Linked DNA regions of Mus musculus: regions 2 and 3 are each linked to region 1. Evidence: chromatin contacts called from public HiChIP or PLAC-seq and promoter capture Hi-C data. All regions are on one chromosome and are shown on one strand. Each heading gives the region's core, a stretch centred on a gene start, on an enhancer-like site or on the middle of the called end of the contact. The rest is flanking DNA. Distances are from core to core; before and after follow the strand shown.

Region 1 (3,240 bases), core at 518-3,017:
GAAATCTAGAAGCGTCCAGACTGAACCGGACCATGAGAGGAGAGGTTGCCGAAAGCAGGGGAGGAGAGAATGGGGAAAGAGGACCAAGAGAGATCCAGGAAATAAAAGATAACAGGATCAGAGGCTGGGGGAAAGGAAGCCCAGCCTCAGGCAGTGGAGGTTTAGGGTAGGGAGTAAGGTGAGAAGTGCTGGGAGAGTTGACCAGAGGCTGCTTTATCTATTAATAGGCACCTCAGCCATTTGTCCAGGGATTCTGTGAGATCCAACAGCCCTCAAGGTGGGCCAAAGTGGCTGGTTTTTACCAGCCTGCTCCTTTAGGCCCAATCTCGTAACTTTTATGCAGCCCTCACTTGGACAGAGTTAAGCAGTGTGTTGTGCTGTGACAGTTCTCAATAGTACCTGGCTCGTCCTTGCTCCCGTTCAGGTACACTATGCTGAAACATATCAAGTGATATGAAAGTTCCTGCCCCCTAAAAGGTAATTTTTTAAAAAATCAGACCTTTTTATTTGTTCTGGGGAGTAGTCTGAGACACCTTAGGAAGATAGATAGCTCTGGGATTTGGTCCAGACAATGAAAGCTGTATCTCAGGCTCTTCTGCTCTCCCCTCCCCTTCTCAAGGTTAGTCTGTCCACCTCTGCCTGCCCCTCATCTCCTCTACCTCCTTCCCCACATCACCTCCTCCCAGACCCGCCTGCCAGGCTTCGAATGGAAGCCTGCCCCTTCTTTTTTTTTTTTTTTTTTTTTCTCGAGACAAGGTTTCCCTGTATAGCTCTGGCTGTCCTGGAACTCACTTTGTAGACCAGTCTGGCCTCGAACTCAGAAATCTGCCTGCCTCTGCCTCCCAAGTGCTGGAATTAAAGGCGTGCACCACCACGCCTGGCCCCCTGCCCCTTCTTTTAAGGCCTTTTTTGTTGGTTGGTTGGTTGGTTGGTTGGTTTTTTGTTGTTGTTGTTGTTGTTGGTTTTTTCGAGACGGGGTTTCTCTGTATAGCCCTGGCTGTCCTGGAACTCACTTTGTAGACCAGGCTGGCCTCGAACTTAGAAATCCGCCTGCCTCTGCCCCCCCCCCCCGAGTTCTGGGACTAAAGGTGTGCACCACCACACCCGGCTTAAGGCCCTATTTTTAGAGCTGCATAAATTGTACTGTTTCTGTCTAATGTCACTTCCACCTACAGGGCTGAGCATGGCTTGAGGCACTTTATAATAAACCTCATTTCTAAAAAGAATGTCCTTTGTGGAAGAGCTGCTGAAGCTTTTTTTTAATTGCTGGAAAGTACAGTTTTTTTAATGTTGTCATTAGCGTGTATTAATTACACGAAAAGTTTCAATATAACATTTTCATTCATGTATCTTGTTTATATTCATACACACACAGACCTTTACCTGCTCTTGTCCCTCTCGAATTCTTTCATCTTTTATGTCTTTGTGTGTCCCAATGAATCTCATTAGTGTTGTTGACAGGAGAGGGAGTGGTTGTGTCAGTAAGAGGGAGAATAAATTTATTCTGTCACTTAGGCTTCGGAGACTGGATCTGTGGGCCCAGCAATAAGGGCCAAAGGAGCGGCAGGTAGGGTGCCGAGAGGCAGCGCCTTGTCCGCCATCTCCCTTCCGGGCGGTTCTCAGTAACCAACTGTGGGAGTCCCGGACGGTTTAGCGTCCTTGGCTGTATGACGCCATACCCTAGGAAAGGTCGGGAGGTCCGCCGGAAACTCCCGGTACAGACACCAGTGTGTGAGCTGGCCAATCAGCAGCGCCGGCGGGAGGAGCGGAAGTTCCTCACCCGCCATCTTTCTTGCTGGCGCTTCCCTCCTCACAGCTCTCAGCTGAGGAAGTCCAAGTTGCTGAGCCTCCGCGGCCGTGTGAGTGCCTGTTCCGGAGCCTCTGTGGAGCCGCGGCAGGCCTGGGCACAGACATGGTGAGCCAGGCGAGTGGCGGGGCTGTGCGCGGCGCCCTTGGTCCCGGGCGGCGGGATCCCGGTGCTGCGCCGGGGGACGAAGGGCGGCTGCGCACTGTCGCCTGCGGCTCCAGAAAAGCTGCTTTTCCCCTTAGGGAAAGTCAGTCGAAAGCGGGATTCCGAGGCTGGATGATGTGGAGCCGAGCTGGAAGTTTAGGAGACAATTCTTGCGAGTGAGAATTTACGCCCCGCCATGCACGGAGGCCAGGGGAGGTCACCCGGTGTCCTGCTTTGTCACGGCCCGCCTTATTCCTGTGAGACAGGGTTTCTTACTGAACCTGTGGCTAGGCTGCCTGCTAGCAAGCTCCAGCGATCCTCCGGGCTCTGTCCCCATGCCTGGCATTTACTTGGGTGTTTTTTATTTGAACTCGGGTTCTCACCCTTGCTCAGCGAGCACTCTTACACACCGAGTTATCTCTCCAGGCCCGAGAAACATGTCTAATATAGATCTTAAGCGCAGAGATTAATGGAAGTGAACCTGGGAAAACTGAGACATACCGAGATGTGAGGGAACTTCTCAGGGGACAGTCACAGTTCTTTTCCATGGGTACATGCGGCTCCCGCATTTAGGATTGTAATATCCTCTTGGTAGATTATCCCTTTATAGAGTATGACGAGACTATCTTTATCCCTTCTGACTTAAGGTCGGAGGAAGAACTTTTCAATTTTCGTCATCTCTGTGAGTATGGTACTTGAGGGTTTTCAAGTTTATCTTTTACTCTTGGGTTAAATACTGCTCTTACCTCTGCTCCTTTTTCCAGTAATAAAAGTTTTTTTGGAAACGACTGGACTTTAAGTCGTGGTCAAGTTCAAATCATAGTGAATTGCAAACGTATCGGTTTCTTTGTTTTGGATTTTTTTTGTTGTTTTGCTTTGTTGTTTGTTTGTTTTTGTTTTGTTTGAGACTAGATCTTACATATCCTAGGCTGTTGATAAACTTAGTTTACAGCCAAGCTTGACTTTGAGTTTCTGATAGTCTTATGACTACCTTCCAAGTGCTGGGATTCTATGAGCACATCACTAGCTCCTGGTTTTGCAGCTCTGAAATTTAAACCCAGGGCCTCATGCATTCTAGACAAGTATCTACCGTATACCAACTGAGCTACAGTCTCAACTCTATATCAAATTTTATTCCTGAGTAACTTTTCTGTGATCAGCACTTAATATTATTTAATTGACTGAACTTTGTCCTCATGGTATATAGTGGGATCCACTTAGTATTTATTTGACTATTAATTATCAAGTGGCTATGTCTTTCTTTACATGTGGTTTAAATGTTTTAGTAA
Region 2 (3,240 bases), core at 205-2,704, 900 kb before region 1:
TTCTACGAAGTGGGTAGCCAGCAGGCCCCTGCTATCGTCCTCTCCACTTGCCTCAGAGTTGGGGTTACAGGAAAGCATGAGACTAGGTTGAACTTGTTATATGGACCCTGGGAACCAAAGCCAGTTTCTCATGCTTATGCATGAGTGCTCTTATCCACTGAGGCATCTCAATAGTTCCTATGAAAAACCCTCCTCTACAAACATCTCCAGATGCTTATACTCACAACTGGGCTTCTCCCCTAGTACAACATTTTCAAATAAGGGCATAGGAAACCTTCAGCTGTACTTTAAAACTTTATTTTTGAGAATTTCATACATACTTAGAATGAAATATGAACATGTCTACTCCCATTTCTTACCTTCAATTCCCATGTCCCTCCCACTCCTCCATCACAACTTCTTGTCTTTTCCTTTCTTGATAACCCAGGTTGTGCTGTCCATATGTGCTATGCATGGGTGTGGGGTATCCATGGGAGCATGGGAAACCTACCAGTTGCCATGTTCTCAAAAAAGAATGATTGTACCATTGACCTGGGCTGCCCTGAATCTTCTTTTATCAGTGGACCGCAGTCAATGAAGAGATGCATTATTGGCCAAAGCGCTGAGAATCAAAGAGACTGAGGACCCAGGCCTAAATGGGATACCTATATTAACCCACCAGCAACACTACAGGAATGGAGGAGGAAAGAATCTGGAGAAGGGCTGTGAAGGGCTGTCTGAACTCACAGCAGCTGTGGCCACCTGCATAACACACAAGATCAAGTCAGTCAAAACATCTGCATAGATGGGGTGTGTGTATGTGGGCGATTTCCAGGCCCCAACCCTATTGAGAACGTACTGGCAGTGGATAGATACATTTTGTTTTTAAATAAATGCCTCTGGTCCAAGGTTAGTAAGAATTACCTCAGAGGAGACGCTTCTATTCTAAGGCCAACCATAAATATCTGTGGATTTCCCGTTTCCAACGAAGGAACTTACTGTCAGGCCAAACACAGGCACAAGGGGGCAACTTAGTGTTTTAAAGAATATTTTTCTTGAATGCAAAGTCTCTCAGGTATCCTAGCTGCTCAGAGAACTTGTAGCTGGGCTCCAACCCCGTCCCCAGTCCACTCACCATTATACCCAACCCAGCCCTCCCTCAGCTCCGCCCCCAGCTCACCCCACCCTTACTCCTACCTTCAGCTCATCACCCCACCCCCCACCCCGCACAAGACACCCCGGGTGCAGCTGCGCAGAAGCTCCAGTGGGATTGGACTCCAGGGAGCTGAAAGACCGAGAGCCCCTCCCACAACCCCGCCCCATCCACGCCCGCACATCGGCCTCTCACTTGTCTGAGTCCAGGGCTCCTACAATCTCTTAAGAAACTCCTTGGCTCAGGGGTCACAGGGCCAGTGAATCTCAGCCACCTCGGACTCCCGCAGCTGACAGGACAGGGTGTCAGGAAGAAAGGCCAGTAACGTCTGCTTCAACCCCTCGTGCTCCTGTTTGAACAGTTCTGACTGCGCCCATGGTCCTGATTCGCTAATTCTCAGAAACCCAATGGGGAGCCCGGAGCAACGGAATAAGCAACCAGATGATCAGGATCCCAAATGGCACTTCGCAGCAGATTTTCTCAGCAAGGGCTTCCTGTGACCTTAATTACATTTAAATAGAGCTTGTACCTGGCTTTGCAGAGCCAATCTGCTTCTGACCCTGTTTTTGACCCTGGAGAAAAAGAAGGGCTGTCTAGGCCAGGCAAGACGCACAGGGACAGGACAGTGAGAGGATGTCAAGCTTGAGGAGTTTGGCATGAGGCAGTCAGTTGACTTTATGGCCAGCTTTTTGCCAAAATTTTCTGTGAATCTATTCAATTTTAGCAAAGAAAAGGAAGAGAATACTATTATCCAATGCATACAGAAACTGAAGGTATGTGCCACAATTTTCCACAGAGGAAAGGAAAATGGCTCAGTGGGTAACATCCTTGTCTCCACGAGCATGGTAACCTGAGTTAGGATCTCTATGTAAAAAGGATGGAAGCACATGGCTGCTGTCTAAGAACTGGGGAGGTGCTGCTGCTGATGGGTGGTAGGGCTGGACAGAATCTGTGGGGTTTGCTGTCCAGCCCGTCTAGTCCAATGGTGAGCTACAGGTTTAAAGAGAGACCGTGACAACAGAGAGAGAGGGAGAGAGAGAGAGAGAGAGAGAGAGAGAGAGAGAGAGAGAGAGAGAGAGAGAGAGAGAGAGGTATGATATGGCTTCCCTACAGACACAAGTGGGTGCATACAATTGTACACACTTTAACAGCACACACTGAGTAAAATAAACACTTGACTTAACCCAGACATTAGTAAGCTGTAACCAAAGTCAAAGTGACTCTAGACATTTAGAAGGCTGAATAGATTTCCAAACCTGAGAGGCAACAGAACTAAAATAAAGCCTTGGATGCATCACCAGGAAGGATGTAACTTGGAGGTCATCATAGCCATAAGGAAGGGCACAGTGAAACATTGAACTGCTCCATTGATGGCTTTATTTTAAATATGAAGCTGTTATGTGGCTCTTGGGTGCTAGAGAAATGGCCTGAGGGATTTGGGGGGAATTCTAAGCTTCCATGGCTACCTCTGGGAGGCTGAGAGTGGGCAGAGAGAATAACAAAAAATGTCCGGGAAAGTCTTACAAGCCAGAACAGACTGAAGGTTAGGGGAGAGAAGAGCCAAGACTCTAGCCTAGCTGTGGACCAATTTCACAGGATTTCGAGAAAGGTTGAGTGTAAGCTTTTCCCTATCTGCTAGCAATCCTCCTGAGTTCAGCATGAGCTTAGCCCAGACTGTCATTTAGGATACTGTCAATGGCACTGCCATTTGGGGGGAACTTATAGCCTGACAATGGCACACCATCCCTGCCTTCCAGTGTGGAAGCATTTCAGGGTTTCTCCCTAAGTAGGATGCCAAATTCATAAACTCCAAGAGACTGCCTAAGTAACTCTATCAGCCTAATTTTCAGTTTGTTTCCTTCCAGGCACATTATGGTTGAGGTATGCACCCAGCCCATTGATGCCATTACTCTACTGAAGGTAAAGAATGATTCTAGCAATTCCACCCAACACACAGACAAAAGGTGCCATAGACTAACCTCTATTGAGTCTCTGATCTGTAGGGAATGGGTTTCTGATTGCAGGTGAGTAAGGGTCAGCGAGAATTGACAGACAGATGCAGACACAAGGGAGCGCTGAATCTGAATGTATTTTGTCCAAACGAACAC
Region 3 (3,240 bases), core at 221-2,720, 650 kb after region 1:
AGTGTGCCGGGCCGGGCGTGGTGGCGCACGCCTTTAATCCCAGCACTTGGGAGGCAGAGGCAGGCGGATTTCTGAGTTCGAGGCCAACCTGGTCTACAGAGTGAGTTCCAGGATAGCCAGGGCTACACAGAGAAACCCTGTCTCGAAAAACCAAAAAAAAAAAAAAAAAAAAAAAAAAGAATGAGTGTGCCATCCCGCAGCAGTTGTGTGGAGATCAAAAGGACAATCAACAGGATTTCTACCATGGGGGATCCGGGAATCGGACTCAAGTAGTCAGGCTTGGCAGCAAGCGCCTCTGCCCGCTGAGCCGTTCCCTGGTCTAGAGAGTACAGATTTAAAGATCCTGGAGTGATACAGAACTGTCAGAGCCTGGTGAAGCAGCGCGGAGGCGTGGCTAGAGGTAGGATTAGTGGGGCGTGGAGCATGCACAGGGCGGGACTGGCGGTGACCAAGGGTGTGGGCGGGGACTGGCTGTGGGAGGGCCTGGCTGTCTGGGACACCGCCTGTCGCGGCCTACTCACAGTTTAAAGTTGAGCACAGCCCCGGCGTTCATCAGTAGCGTCCTGCGGAGGGACAGTAACGGTCAGTAAGGGTCACCCCCACCCCTCTGACTGCCACTCTCCGACCTCTAACACCCCTCATTCATATTACCCGAACAGCAGTATGTCTCCGATCATCCTTACACCCAAGGCGTCCGTCAAACCGGAAACGGAAGCCGTGATGAGGGGCGGAAAGTGGAACGAGAACTGACCAATTCTGAATCAGCATTGGTTGGGTTCGACTGAGGATGTAGCATGATGTCACCTACAGGGCGGAGCTTGGGGTGCGCGCGCGCATGCTCAGTGTTACGTGCCACAGCTGGTCCCTGCTGTTGATGCCGCTCGGGGGTTGGTTGGGCTATGGATTCCGGGCTACAGAAATTGCGCCCTTGACCCTTGAGCCGCCCGTGAACGGCTTGGATATGGATATGGGCGCGGCAGATGCCTGAACTCCAAAAGGACTCCACTTGGGTCCCCACGGAGAACTGCGATCCCGGCTCAGAGTGCATAGAGTCAGGATGACCTCCTGCCTGAGTTGTACCTCCCACGGACCTCCCAGGTCTGACTCGAGTAACCCCACGGAGAATGAGAGTCCTGACCGGACAGACTTACAGAACATAAGGCCTGGATTAAGGTCTACAGAGGATGGATCTTAACTTGTGGGGCCTCCTGAAGCGGGAGGGTCCTAACTTAGTGGATCCAGTCTGGGCTGGGGTCCACAAAGAGGAGGGTTCTGACTTGTGGAGCCTTTTAGAGAGACAAAACCAAACAGAACGTGAGGGTTTGGTTGAGGTCCCCTTGTGGGAGGCGGGGTTCTGACTTTGGATCCTCAGGAATGAAACATGATATTCTTGGCTGAGATCTTCCGAGGGCGCGGGTTTTGAGGGAAATAGGGGTCCTGAATTGGTTAGTCCCATGGAAAAGGGACAGGATTCTAACTACGCAGATGTTTAAGGACAAGATTCCCTCTTGTGTGTGCTGGATGCAGGGGACAGATCGCCTTTTTGGCTCTGTTGAACGAGTTCTGACGTCCCTACGGCCCCGCATTTTGGGCTCCCGGCTGCTAGGAGTCCCCCACCACCCCTCCTCTCCCGAGGGGTGGGGGCAGGCGGGGGGCGGTGCCTGGCAGTGGGGCGGGCTCAGTGGCGAGGGAGCATTCGTCGGGCAGCGGGGCGCGGGACGCACGGGGCCGGGGAGGCGCCCTCCATCGCCATGGACCTGATGTCAGCGCTGAGCCTGGGCGAGCTAGCGCTCAGCTTCTCGCGGGTGCCGCTCTTCCCTGTTTTCGACCTCAGCTACTTCATCGTCTCCATCATCTACCTGAAGTATGAGCCAGGTGAGTCGAGGATTGTAGGAGTTACCAGGAGGGAGGTTGCCCCTAGCTTGATGATGGAGACGAAAGGAGGAGACAGGCTAGATCCTGGAGCTGGATGGGGGAGGAGGCAGAGGCTGAGATCGTGGAGTGCTCCCACGCTCGCGCAGGTGGAGGAGCGAACCCTGGGGACAGAGGCGCTGTGGAAAGGAGGCTGCAAATGAGGTGGGAGGGAAGAAAAGGAGCGCTCTTGTTTACGGTTAGGAGGACAGGTGCTGCGGGGTTGGGGTTGAGGGCGGGGGCAACGAAAAGGCCAGAGTCAGGTTAGAGCAAGGATTCCTGAACTTAATCTTGGGCAAGGGGGATTGATGGTGGCGAAGGTTCCAAATCAAGGATCGGACCTGCCTGGGCGAGGGTCAGATGTTCTGGACGTCAGCTGCCATGACCTCCCTTAACGCCCTTGAATTGACTGCCTGGTGACTATATAAGGACTGGCCATGCTGGGTGCTGCGATCAGGTTCGGGGGAAAGTGACACCCATGTCCCCTCTGTACTGCATCTTTTGGCATCTTCTTCCCTCCCTTCTCACATGCCAGCTGGGCCAGCTCGGGCCTGGGATCCTTCCCACTTATGGAGCCTAAACCGTTCCAGGACAGGGCAACTTTGGGTCAGCTTCCTTTCAAGAGTCAGAGGAGGATAGACCCTACTTCTTTGATTAAAAAAAAAAAAAGTTAATTACTTTTACTTATCTCTGTGTTGTGGGTATGTGTGGAGGTCAGAGGACAGTTTACGGGGGTCACTGGTCAAACTCTGGTGGTCAAATTCATAGACAAGCTCCTTTACCAGCAGAGTCATCTTGCTGCTACCGCACCCCTCCTCCAAATCTGCTTTAATGAGGACAAATGTAGCTCGCCTCTAACCCCAGAACGTAGAACGTAGAGAAAGGAGGAAAGCAAGTTAATTCCAGGACAGCCAGGGCTATTGATGAGTTCTTGTCCAGTGTGACTACAGACCATCTCAAAAACAAACATAAATAAGTGACTACATAAATGAATAAATAAATAAATAAATGCCTCCCTGGAGCGTTCTATTTTTATTACAAGTTCAGTGTAAGCAAATGTGTCGTGTTTGTCTTCTGTAGTTTTAGTTATTCTACTGAACCTTCAAATTTGAAGGACAGGGTAATTTCCTTCCAGGGAAGTTAAGACCCTTCTGTGGGTGGGTATGTAAATTAATTACTTTTGGGGTGACAAAACCAGACTCCTATGTTTGCTTAGGGATGGGGTGGTGCTTCAAGATGGCCCACAGGTGGAAGGAAAAAAAAATCAAGTTTAAAAACAGTGTTCTGATAACCCCAAAAGGGCCCATCTCCAGAGCTTTCTCAGATGAA

What was found. HiChIP or PLAC-seq counts read pairs in DNA pulled down with a chosen protein or histone mark. Capture Hi-C pulls out chosen DNA fragments and counts their contacts.
Region 2: a contact with region 1 is called in an H3K4me3 HiChIP or PLAC-seq map of stem cell-derived neural progenitor cells, with 5 times the contacts expected there. The contact joins the promoter of 1700026F02Rik here to the promoter of Zfp617 in region 1. A contact is called at or near these places in 1 of 39 promoter capture datasets (hippocampal neurons) and 2 of 115 datasets of contacts at active chromatin or transcription factors (embryonic stem cells and stem cell-derived neural progenitor cells).
Region 3: a contact with region 1 is called in a promoter capture Hi-C map of liver, with 2.4 times the contacts expected there. The contact joins the promoter of Tmem38a here to the promoter of Zfp617 in region 1. A contact is called at or near these places in 1 of 39 promoter capture datasets (erythroid cells) and 2 of 9 other capture datasets (adipose tissue and liver).

Annotation. Positions count from the first base shown.
Region 1 is chr8:71,921,058-71,924,297 of GRCm38.p6, forward strand. Zfp617 (zinc finger protein 617) reads left to right here and starts at 1,768. Exons shown (of 4, transcript NM_133358.3): 1 at 1,768-1,915. The coding sequence starts at 1,913.
Region 2 is chr8:71,025,301-71,028,540 of GRCm38.p6, forward strand. It overlaps 1700026F02Rik (RIKEN cDNA 1700026F02 gene), which reads right to left and starts at 1,455. Exons shown (of 3, transcript NR_045487.1): 1 at 1,328-1,455.
Region 3 is chr8:72,570,353-72,573,592 of GRCm38.p6, forward strand. It overlaps Tmem38a (transmembrane protein 38A), which reads left to right and starts at 1,471. Exons shown (of 6, transcript NM_144534.2): 1 at 1,471-1,875. The coding sequence starts at 1,752. It overlaps Smim7 (small integral membrane protein 7), which reads right to left and starts at 696. Exons shown (of 5, transcript NM_172396.3): 1 at 652-696; 2 at 522-563. The coding sequence starts at 677.